2 separate regions of the Mus musculus genome follow, and region 2 is linked to region 1. Evidence: chromatin contacts called from public promoter capture Hi-C data. All regions are on one chromosome and are shown on one strand. The core of a region is the stretch at or near the end of the contact, and the rest is flanking DNA. Distances in the headings are between cores, read along the strand shown. Region 1 overlaps Syt16 (synaptotagmin XVI). Region 2 holds the start of 1700086L19Rik (RIKEN cDNA 1700086L19 gene).

Region 1 (5,204 bases), core at 1,259-3,758:
GTTTTCTTTATTCCATCATGCAGCAAGGCTCACACTTCTTTTTATTGTTTATGTGTAGACAGTGTCCTGCTGTATTGCCCAGGTTGGTCAAGAACTCACCTCTCACTGCTTTCTTAACCTGACTGTTGGGGTTACAGCTGTGCTTGGCAATGCACAGTCCTGCTTTATTATGAGTTTTGTTTTATAGTTTGCAATTAGAGTTATAGTTAATTTGTGTGTGTATTTATGTTTTCATATATGTATGTATATATGTATGTGTGTATGCACAGTGTGAACTGAGAGCTGGTGTTTAGCATCCCTTTATACATGTCTCCAATCATCCTATTTGTGAAAGATTTTTCTTTATCCTACAGAACCCCCTTGTCGCCATCATACAGATGCAGGACCACGTTCATGTGCTGCTGCTTCTGGACTTTGTTTTGAATCTTCTTTTAAAAAAGTAACATAGCCATGCAACAAGCCATAAAGTCACAGAAGCTGATCTTCCTACCTTGTCTTGAGATTGTTGTTATTATTCTAGGCCCATTACATTTCCTTATACTTTAAAATATATGTCTATTTGTCTTTAAACTTTGTACACTTGTCAAGTGTGATGGAAAAGTCTATTTGGACTTTAGTTTGGGTTGCATTAAATCAGTAGACTAATTTGGGAATGAGCTCTTACTATTAGTTTCTTTCTGTTTTCTCTGAGTAATATTTTATTACTCAATGTGAGAGTGCCGAATGCCTGTTGTTAAATTTATTTCGAAGAATTGGGTACATTTGGGTGATGTTCTAAACAGTTTTACATTTTTCATTTTAATTTGTTACTAGAGAATAGCTGACTTTTATAGACTTCTCTGCTAATTTCACCAATTAGTTTCCTTAGTTGATATGAGCTGCAATGTTCTAGTAGATTCTTGCTCCCCTGTTGTATTAGGGAGTGTACCCTAACGTGCTCATTTTTTGCTGTTTGATTTGATCAGAAGTCAGTATCAATCTGTTAGCATTTTTTTCTGCTTGTGTTGCCATGGTTATTTCATTCCTTCTCTTTCCTTGTGTTAATTTGCTGAATTACATTGGTTGATTTTAGTATCTTAAAGCTTGCATTTGTTTGTACGATACACTTCATGTGAGCATAACCCATGATTACCTAAGGGTGTTACTGGATGGCGTTTTATATTTTGCTAGGGATATTTTGCTGTCATGATCATATGGAATATTTTTTATTAGATATTTTCTTTATATACATTTCAAATGCTATCCTGAAAGTTCCCTATGCCCTTCCCCTGCCCTATATTGACACATAATTTTCTGTACCTGTGATATTATTGTCAAGAGATGTCTATGGCCTGTGAAGACATCTCTCAGTTAAATGTGGCCTTTGCAAATGTGGGGACATGAGTTTGATTTGTTGAACCTACATTAACAAAGTCAGTTATAATGGCATACATGAGAGACAGGATTCGCTGAATTTCCTGGGTTCCCTGTATAGCCAGCTTCACCTGCTTGATTAGATCTAGGCTGATGAGAGAACTTGTCTCAAAATAATAATAATAAAAACGGAAGGGAAGCTAGCGAGGCTTGTTCTCTGGCTTCCTCATATACTCCCAGCCCCATACATATATGCACACATGTATGCATGCACGAACTGGAATACAAACGTGCTCCAGTGCTTGTATTAGGAAATGTTGACCTTATTCAATGGCTGGAGAAGTGTCTTCTTTCTCTGCTTCTGCAAGAGTTGTGCAGAGACCGATATCCTCTAGCCCTCCATCAAACAACTGCAGGATGAGCTTTTCAAATGCATGCCAACACTGTCAACTATATGTGTCATCACAACACAAAGCTAGACAGTTCCTGACTGTAAGTTGCTCTCTAAGCTGAGAGAAGTAGGTGTTAAAATCTCTAACTTAAAAAATGACATTTATTATTTGTCTCTATTTATTGTTGTGGTTGAGTGCATGTGCCACATGGCACGTTTGGAAGCCAGAGAACATCTTGCAGAAGGGGTTGGTTCTCTTCTTCTATAACATTGAGTCTGGGGCTTGAACTCAGGTCATTTGGCTTGGTGGCAGAATCCTGTTATCTGCTGAGCCATGTTGCCAGCCCTCTAACTTTTCTGATTTTTTTTTTTCTTTTCAGTTTATTTCTGTGTTCCTCACTGAGTTTGAAGCCCTGTTAATAGATGTGCCCACATCTTTATTTCCCATCTTCCTGATAAATCGACCACTTCATCATTGTAATGTAAAAAGCACTTAAATCTAACATAATACTCCTTGCCTTGAAGGATTCTATCTGATGTGAATGCCACAGCACTAAATTTCTTCTGCTTATAGCTTGCAAATATATATTTTAGTTATTTATATACAACCTATCCATATTTGCCTTTAAGATATGTTTCCAGTAACCACTGGGTAGTTAATCTCACTCCCTTGTTTACCTTGGCAAGCTGTAGGGACACCTGGAGTACATAGTCATTTCCACTGAGTGCATGGACATCAACTGGCTCCATTATCTAGTTTCCCTGCTTTCTTTCTGTTGCATTTTCCTGTCTCCAGTTTCTCTCCTTGCTTAGTGGTTGCACCCATCACCTGTCTTCTTAGCGTTCTATTTTAGCCCCTTGATTAAAATTTTTAGCCATTTTTTGTTTATTTTACTCCGTGGGTGGTTGCTCTAGAGAGCACATGTGCTCATGTTTGCATGGTCTCTTGTGAGTCACACTTGTGCCACTTCATAGCCTGTGTGCTTTGCTTGCTATCATTAATGATAGTGCTGTGAAGCATGTGCCACAGCACAGCCTTCATCCTTCCTTTTTCCTTTGAGGTGTTGCCTCAGGATTTGGTTTTCATCCTTGATTAACCCTACCGTGCAATATCATACCTGCTCTTTAGTCAGTTAGTGTTTAGAAAAACTAAAACTGAAAATTATCTTCTCTCCTATTTGCCCATATCGGTACCATTTCTATTGTTTTGCATTCCTTCTATCAGCTTTGAAATTCAATTCTTCCTTTTTTGTAGTGTGTGTGTGTGTGTGTGTGTGTGTGTGTGTGTGTGTGTGTGTGTGTGTGAATATATGCCACAGAATGCATGCAGTGGTCAGATGAAAACTTGTAAGAGTTGCTTCTCTCTTTGCCATACTTAACATTTGTACTGTAATCTGCTGATTTCTTTTTTTTTTTTTTTAATCTGGTAATTCCCAATCACCTGCCTTCATTGCCCTTTATTTAGTTGACTCTCGTGCTGATTTTCTGAGGAGACTATTGATATCTATTATCCATAAGTTTATTTCTTTCCCAGTAAAGTTGAGAGACCCTAGACTATCATTTTCAAATACTTTTCTTTCATACTTTGGCCACTTATTTACTTATTATTTATTTTGACCCGAGATAAACACCTGTTGGCCTCTTTGGTGTACTGGGAACTTGTTTATTTTCTACAGACCTTTGTGACCTGCAGACTGATTAATTCTGAGTTTGGTTCTTACATCCTTATCACTTTTGATTGGTTGAAAAACTGATTCAATGACATTTCAAAACAACCTCAGAGATGGTTTTCTGTAACCTTAATTTTTTAAATGTCTATTTTATTGATGGTTCTATTGATAACGCTTTAACTTCCCTTCTAGCCCACCACCCACAGGAGGTAGTAGGAATAAAAGGATATGGGAGAAGTGGACCTGTTTAGAAATGGTTCTTTGGAGCAAATCCAATCTGTGTTATCAGAAAATCAGTAGTTTAGTTCACCGGTCAGTAGTGGCAGCTCGATCCACTCGTAAACACTTTACAGATAGACCCATATTCTAATTTAGTAGTGTCAGGATAGCAGCAGCAGTAGCATGACCTACCAGAGACAGCCAGGTCTCAGTTGAATTAGCACAAGTCAGTGGGAGGGACCCTGTTCTCTCTCAGCAAAGTGAAGATCAGCGAAGACATGGGACCCACAAGAATTGCACAGCTAGCTCTATAAGCAAGCCAGGCTCAGCCTCCATCCCTGTCTGTCAAGTCCTTTTTACACTCCCTCCAAGCATCACATGTCCTCCACGTATCTTGCCTCACTCTGCCAATCAGGCCAAGTCCACGGAAGTGGCAAGAAGCTGCAGTACAACACCAGAACTTTTTTTTTTTTTTTTTTTTGGTGCATTTCTCTCTATGGAGCCCAGACAAATGCAGCTCAACTACAAAATGTAAGTGGACCAATACATGCGTATTGTTAGCAAAAAATTCTTCATCACATGTTCTTTCATGTGCTTGCTTTAGCAGAACATCCTTGCTTCTGTGTCTGCTTTAGTGAAACGTTCCTTCACAATTCTGCCTCGGCCTCTCACCTGTGTCTACTTCAGGAAACCACTCCTTTGAGTGTTTGTCTCAGCAAAATGCCTTCCAATGGACTTTTCAAAGAACCCTTAAGTTTCCCCTTTAGTTTTTAATGTTAGAGCATTTAGATTTTTTTGTTGTTGCCTGGCATTCTTTATGATCATTTTCTCCTTGGACTGATTCTGTCTCTGACATCCACTTCTGAGTTAGCCTGAGATTAGTTCCACTGACTGATTACCACCCTTCACATGCATAGGTTTCTTGTTTCTTTTTTTTTTATGCTCTAAAATTTATTTTTTCCCATTTTTATTAGGTATTTAGCTCATTTACATTTCCAATGCTATATCAAAAGTCCCCCATACCCACCCCCCCCACTCCCCTACCCCCCCACTCCCCCTTTTTGGCCCTGGCGTTCCCCTGTACTGGGGCATATAAAGTTTGCAAGTCCAATGGGCCTCTCTTTGCAGTGATGGCCGACTAGGCTATCTTTTGATACATATGCAGCTAGAGACAAGAGCTCCGGGGTACTGCTTAGTTCATATTGTTGTTTCACCTATAGGGTTGCAGTTCCCTTTAGTTCCTTGGGTAATTTCTCTAGTTCCTCCATTGGGGGCCCTGTGGTCCATTCAATAGCTGACTGTGATCATCCACTTCTGTGTTTGCTAGGCCCTGGCATAGTCTCACAAGAGACAGCTATATCTGGGTCCTTTCAGTGAAATCTTGCTAGTGTATTCAATGGTGTCAGTGTTTGGAAGCTGATCATGGGATGGATCTCTGGATATGGCAATCACTAGATGGTCCATCCTTTCGTCACACTTCCAAATTTGTTTCTCTGTCAGTCTGGTCACTTCTGTGCACTAGGCACTGCAGGTAGAATGTGAAGTCACAGGAATCCTTCATCTACTTTGAG
Region 2 (5,204 bases), core at 1,032-3,531, 72 kb after region 1:
GAGGACTCACACTCAGTTCAGATGACTGGCTTAAGGGTGTTAGTAAAATATCAGAGTGACTCTGGGTTGAATACTTCCTGGGTGGCTAATGGAGACCAGACAGTGGTCTTCAAAGAGGAAACAAAGTTGGTGCCTAAGAACAGTGCTTCACTAAGTTTTCCCACCCCCTAGCTGAAAAATGAAGGCAGCTCCTGGCTTCCCTCATAGACTGGGTAGAGCCCTGACAGCTACCAGCTGAGGAAACCAGAGATCTGGAGGTATCCCCACTGACCACAGGCTCTGTGCTCTCTGGCATGTACCTGGAGCTGTATGCTACGTGCCGGGCACTCCCTATTATCCTGAGGGAACTCATTTAGAGTATGGCAGCAGTACTCTAGGGTGGATTGGGGAGTGTGAGTTGGGCTGTAATTGCGAAAGCTGCAATGAGAATGTATTTAAACAGCATCTTGCAGGCTGAATGGGAGGAAGCCAGGTGAGAGGGAGGCAGGCACGTTAAACAAGAAATATCATTCACATAACTCAGGAGACCTTGGCACCTTCTCCAAACATGGTAGAGGAGAGTCCAGTGCGACTGGAACTGAAGGTCAAAGGTATAGCGAGTCCCAGGGAAGGGCTAGAGAAGGAAAGAGATGGCAGCCCCATTTTAGTCTCTTGCTGCCCATAGTGAAGTAGCAATGTGACATACTGCTGGTTGTCTGGAGGATCACAACTGTTCTCAAAGTTCCCCCTTAGACGCATAACAGTAACTTTGTGATTATTACCTCCTTAGCCTACCTTGGCTATTTATTACTTCCTTATACATCTCCAGATTACCTCATGATCGTCTCAAACCTCAGGGCAAATACGCTTCCAGAGATTAAAGTTTGACAAAGGCATGAAGTAGGTACTGGAGACCTCTGAACTGTGGGATCATACTGTACCCCGCTAGCCTTGAAGATGGCTGCCCCCACCCCCACCCCTTAGTACTTAACCCAGTGCTATGCAGCAGCAGCCTGGCTTGGATCTAAACACAGTATTTCTTTCTAAGTGAGTCCCAGGGGTGCTGATTTCCATCCTGGCCCTGGCCCTGGCCCAACTCTCTAGGGAGCCAGGGAAATTCTGTACTCCTTTCTTAGGAGAAATTTATCATCAAGGGAGCATGCTAAGCAGAATTTCTTTACTAGGTATTTTGGTTTCCTTTCTTGAATTTGCTCATTGGCTTCTCAGATGTTCCCACTTTGAGGTTCTTGCAGTCTTCTTTTTTTTCTTTCCCCTCAATAAAATAAAACCATTTCACAACAGCCACGGTGAGGATGAGAAGCAATGGTCAAGAATACAAACAAAAACTGAATCAAAATAAGCTCTATCAAGAAATTGGAGAAGCTGCAAACCTTTGTGGAAACTACATTAAAGCAACAATGACTGAAACATATGTAGTTTCCCCAGTATCCTTTGTGGAAAGTACCCTTTTGAGGTGCATTTAAAAAGATAGATTTTATTTGCCTTTTGAGAACTTAATACAGGTATGCAATGTGTTTCGACCATATTCATTTCCCACTCCCGGGACCACTATCCCTGGAAACCCCTACATCTTTCTTCCAACTTCATGTCATTTGTGTGATTATTTTTTATAGAACATTTCATATTAATTGAAGGGTTTATTCTTCTCTCATTTAGATGAAGTCTAATGGTATAGAGGCAGAACACTAGACCATGGGAACACCCCATGGAAACACTCCCCCTCGTCTACCCGGTGCCATCCTCCCGTTTTTAGGAGGTAGCCATATAGGGTGCCCAAAGGAATTAGACTCAGGATTGAGTTTCATGGATTAATATTTCCCTCTTTCAAGTCTGTCAATTGCTCAAACCTGCTTGTAGTAACAGGAACACAGTGGGACACAGTCCCGGAGCCAAAGGATCCCTCACACCTTTAAATGCAGTTCCACCTCTGTCCCCATTCAACTTCCATGGGGACACCAATCCAGCCTCCAGTGAGTGACCGTTTTCTGGGACGCGAGACTCCTCTTAACGCTCAGGCCCGCGACGCTCCCGCTCCCGTGTCGCCAGCTCTCCTGGACCAAGTCAGTGTGACCCGTGGCTGGACCCCTCGTTCTCAGCCTTCCTTCCCGGTAGAGCTCCCAGTCTGGCTCTCAGTAGCCCCCTCTGGCGCCCGAGACCTTCAGGAAAGTTGCTTCGGGCGGTGGAGGGGCGTCATCGCCTCCTAGCAACGCTCCTAGCAACCGGATAACATCTGCTCCCTTTGGTCCAATGCGCGCCTAGAAAAGCCGCGCGCCCGCCTCGCGTTCTGAGCCGGAGCGAGAGGCGCTTCAGAGAAGGAGGGACCGACCTGCAGGAGCCGGCCGCCCCGCCGAGCTGCAGTCGCTGCCGCCGCCGCTGTCGCTGTCGCTGTCAGAACCCGTCCGAAGAGTGACACCTTCGCGAAAAAACAGGAGCTGTGAAACATTTGCACACGCAGTCTTCGGGTAAGTGGACCCCTCTCAAGGTTTGCCAGGACCCCTCCAGCCAGGCATCTGACCCGAGGCCCAGAGAAGACGCGTTCCCTACGGCTGGAGGTTAGGGACTTGGCCTCGGATCCCACCCTGCCCCCAGCCACTGAAAAGTGACTAGCCACTGGTCCCGAATAACTTGATTTGATTTTTTAAATGCCAGGATTGGATATTGAGACTCCCCCTCTGTTCGCTACTGTCTGTTAGTGCTTAGAAGTTTTCCACCTTCCTTGATTTTGCTTTGCCTGGCTGCCCGAGGCTGGAGAGCTGGAGGCAGCTCCCAAAGGCAGCCCGTGGTTATGGATAAAACGACACGAAGTAGGCTCCACGAAATTCAGTCAACACGGGCTTCTGTTTTAGGTCCTCATCTGGAAAGGGTCCAGCTGGCCAGGAGCAGTGGTTCACTGGTCCTCAGCCTCCTGAGCAGTAACCATAGTAACTCACCTCTCTAGATGGGATCGTCCTTATTGGATGCCCGTCTTCCCTTGGAAAGCCCGTCTCTCTAAATATAGAAGATGATGAGATCCGTGAGCACACAGCCATGCAGACTAGGTGTGGTTAAACGGAACCCTTTGCTGAGAACTATCTTCAAACGTGGAGCAGCTACTTCAGACCTTGCCAGAAAGAGTCAGTATGTCAGAGAAAGAACAAGTTATGGTGTTTTGAGTTAATTGCTTTGTTATTTTGGAGGGTGATGCAGCCTAAAATTATACAAGAGCTGGCTGTGATTTTTTTTTTAATCACATTTCCCCAAAATAACCGCTCGAGTAAATCACTGACAAGATGAACTATTGTGCACTTTTCAGATCTCTTAGGGGGAGTTGACGTCGCTCCTACTTAAACTTAAGTGATCCTGAGTTTGAAGGTTTATCTTTCTTTCTAAACCATGTCCCAGATCGGCCCCACCTCAAACGTCTCAGTGCCGCCCCCCATCCCCACCCCACCCGCCTTCTCCTGCCCTGATAACTTATTCATGTCCCTGCATCCCTGATTCTTTAGAGGTGTCTTATGCCAGTATGTCTCCTTGTTTCAAGATCCCAGGTCCCCATTCATGAGCCCGAGGCTGTGAGACATGCTCCATGTGCCAAGGGGAGTTCTCACCACATCTTCCGAGGCTGTCCTAGACATACACTCTTCGGTCTGAGTCAGCATTACCAGGTAATCACCCTCCGAAGAGAAATTACTGTTTAAATATGTATCCAGAGAAATAAACGCTAATGTAGCAGCCCGGCAACTTACAGGATCAATAGAAGGGGCTGTTTGTATGGGCGGTTGCTGGGGAGAAGTCAATAAAGGTTTTCTGTAAAAAGGACATTTGTAGGCTGGCAGACTTTCCTCTCTTAGACCCCTGTGAATTGGGTGGGTCAAGTGAGGGAGCCTGGCTCCCGGAAGATGGCAAGTGGAAGCTTTCTGAGCACACTGGCAGTGTGGGTCTGGGGTGAAAGAAACCAAGAGAGAATCCTTCAAGTTGCCATAGGAGGTTGTGGGGACTCATGGAATGCTAATTTACACGGAGACTTGTGGTAGAGACCATGGAGAACTAACTACTTTCTTCCCAATTGTAAGACTGAATTTGGTGCATAAACAAATGTCCAGCTCCCTAGCACCTTGGAACTTAGTGTACTGAGGCATCTCTGGGCAGTACCCTGCCAGAGGCGACTAGCCCATCGAATGATAATGACAAATTCCAAAAGATGTACCTTCCAGTTGGAGAGGATCCATTCAGATTCCTATTCAAACACTTGCTCTGATTTCATATGGCTTTATGAATGTCATGAGACCTTGAAATCGTCCATTTAATATTAGAGGCTAAGATAATGATATATACAACACCAAATACTCTTCATTAGCTCTTAGTACCAGCCACCCTCCTCTCTTCTTCCAATAATTACCCTGTTTTATTGTGAGGAACAAATTTGTGGAGACAGATGAGACTTACCGCGGTCTTCCAGGGGTGTGTGTAAGTGTTTTGTGCATGGCTCATTCTCAGCCATGATGATTGGTTCCTGTATATATGTATTAGTTTTATAATTTATACATATATATATATCCCATTTCTTATGTAATATACATAGAAGTTTAAATCCCCTATGTCCTTAAATGCTTGAGAATGTCACTTGCTAGTCCATTGAGACAACTGTCACAATCAAAAAGTCAAAGGGCTTCTCAAAATTTAGTCTTGACTTTCATCATGAAAGTCGAATATGTAGAATATATACAGTGCAGATTTTGGTGAACATGCCTGTTTTAAAATTATCATAGTATTTAGTCCTTAATTTTTTTTAAAAAAAGTAAATGCTATGAAGATAGTAAATACTTAATCCTAATGATGTTGGTGGGTTCACAGCTACAGTGAATCTGCAGTGGCCCTCATCACTGTAGCTGCCTTCCATGCTTGCACACTCTGGGTTATAAAGAGTATGTGTGTCTGGGATATGATGCCTAGATCAAGCTCAGGGCAAACAAGGGCTTAGGGATGAAACCAGGATCTGGTGACAGCCTTGCATCTCCAGCTGCTCACTCTGCTGAAGTTTTTAGGAGCACATTAACATTCATGTTCGGACTCATGTCATGAAACTTCTGTAAGGCCTCAAAGATGCCTTGAGACACAACAGAGTCCTTGAAATCTACATCAAGGCTTCTATTCCCTGGTTCCCTGCTCGTGACTTGGTTTCAACGGGATAAACATTGGAGTCCAAAGTGTCCCTGAAAGCCAGC

The links. Promoter capture Hi-C pulls out the DNA fragments that hold promoters and counts their contacts.
Region 2: a promoter capture Hi-C map of hippocampal neurons shows a contact between it and region 1, with 3 times the contacts expected there. The contact joins the promoter of 1700086L19Rik here to the enhancer-like site in region 1. A contact is called at or near these places in 2 of 39 promoter capture datasets (embryonic stem cells and hippocampal neurons), 6 of 484 Hi-C or Micro-C datasets (cerebral cortex, cortical neurons, embryonic stem cells and 3 more) and 3 of 115 datasets of contacts at active chromatin or transcription factors (SST interneurons, forebrain and neural progenitor cells).

Annotation. Positions count from the first base shown.
Region 1 is chr12:74,209,648-74,214,851 of GRCm38.p6, forward strand. The region is part of intron 3 of Syt16 (synaptotagmin XVI); the gene reads left to right. Among named protein-coding and RNA genes, the nearest start is that of Gm40889, 72 kb to the left of the region's middle. Within about 2 kb of position 2,509, at least 4 of the 459 cell types and tissues checked have an H3K27ac peak or open chromatin away from gene starts, as enhancers often do. A contact at or near this core is called in hippocampal neurons, where this site is marked.
Region 2 is chr12:74,281,995-74,287,198 of GRCm38.p6, forward strand. It overlaps 1700086L19Rik (RIKEN cDNA 1700086L19 gene), which reads left to right and starts at 2,282. Exons shown (of 4, transcript NR_030735.1): 1 at 2,282-2,462; 2 at 3,521-3,644.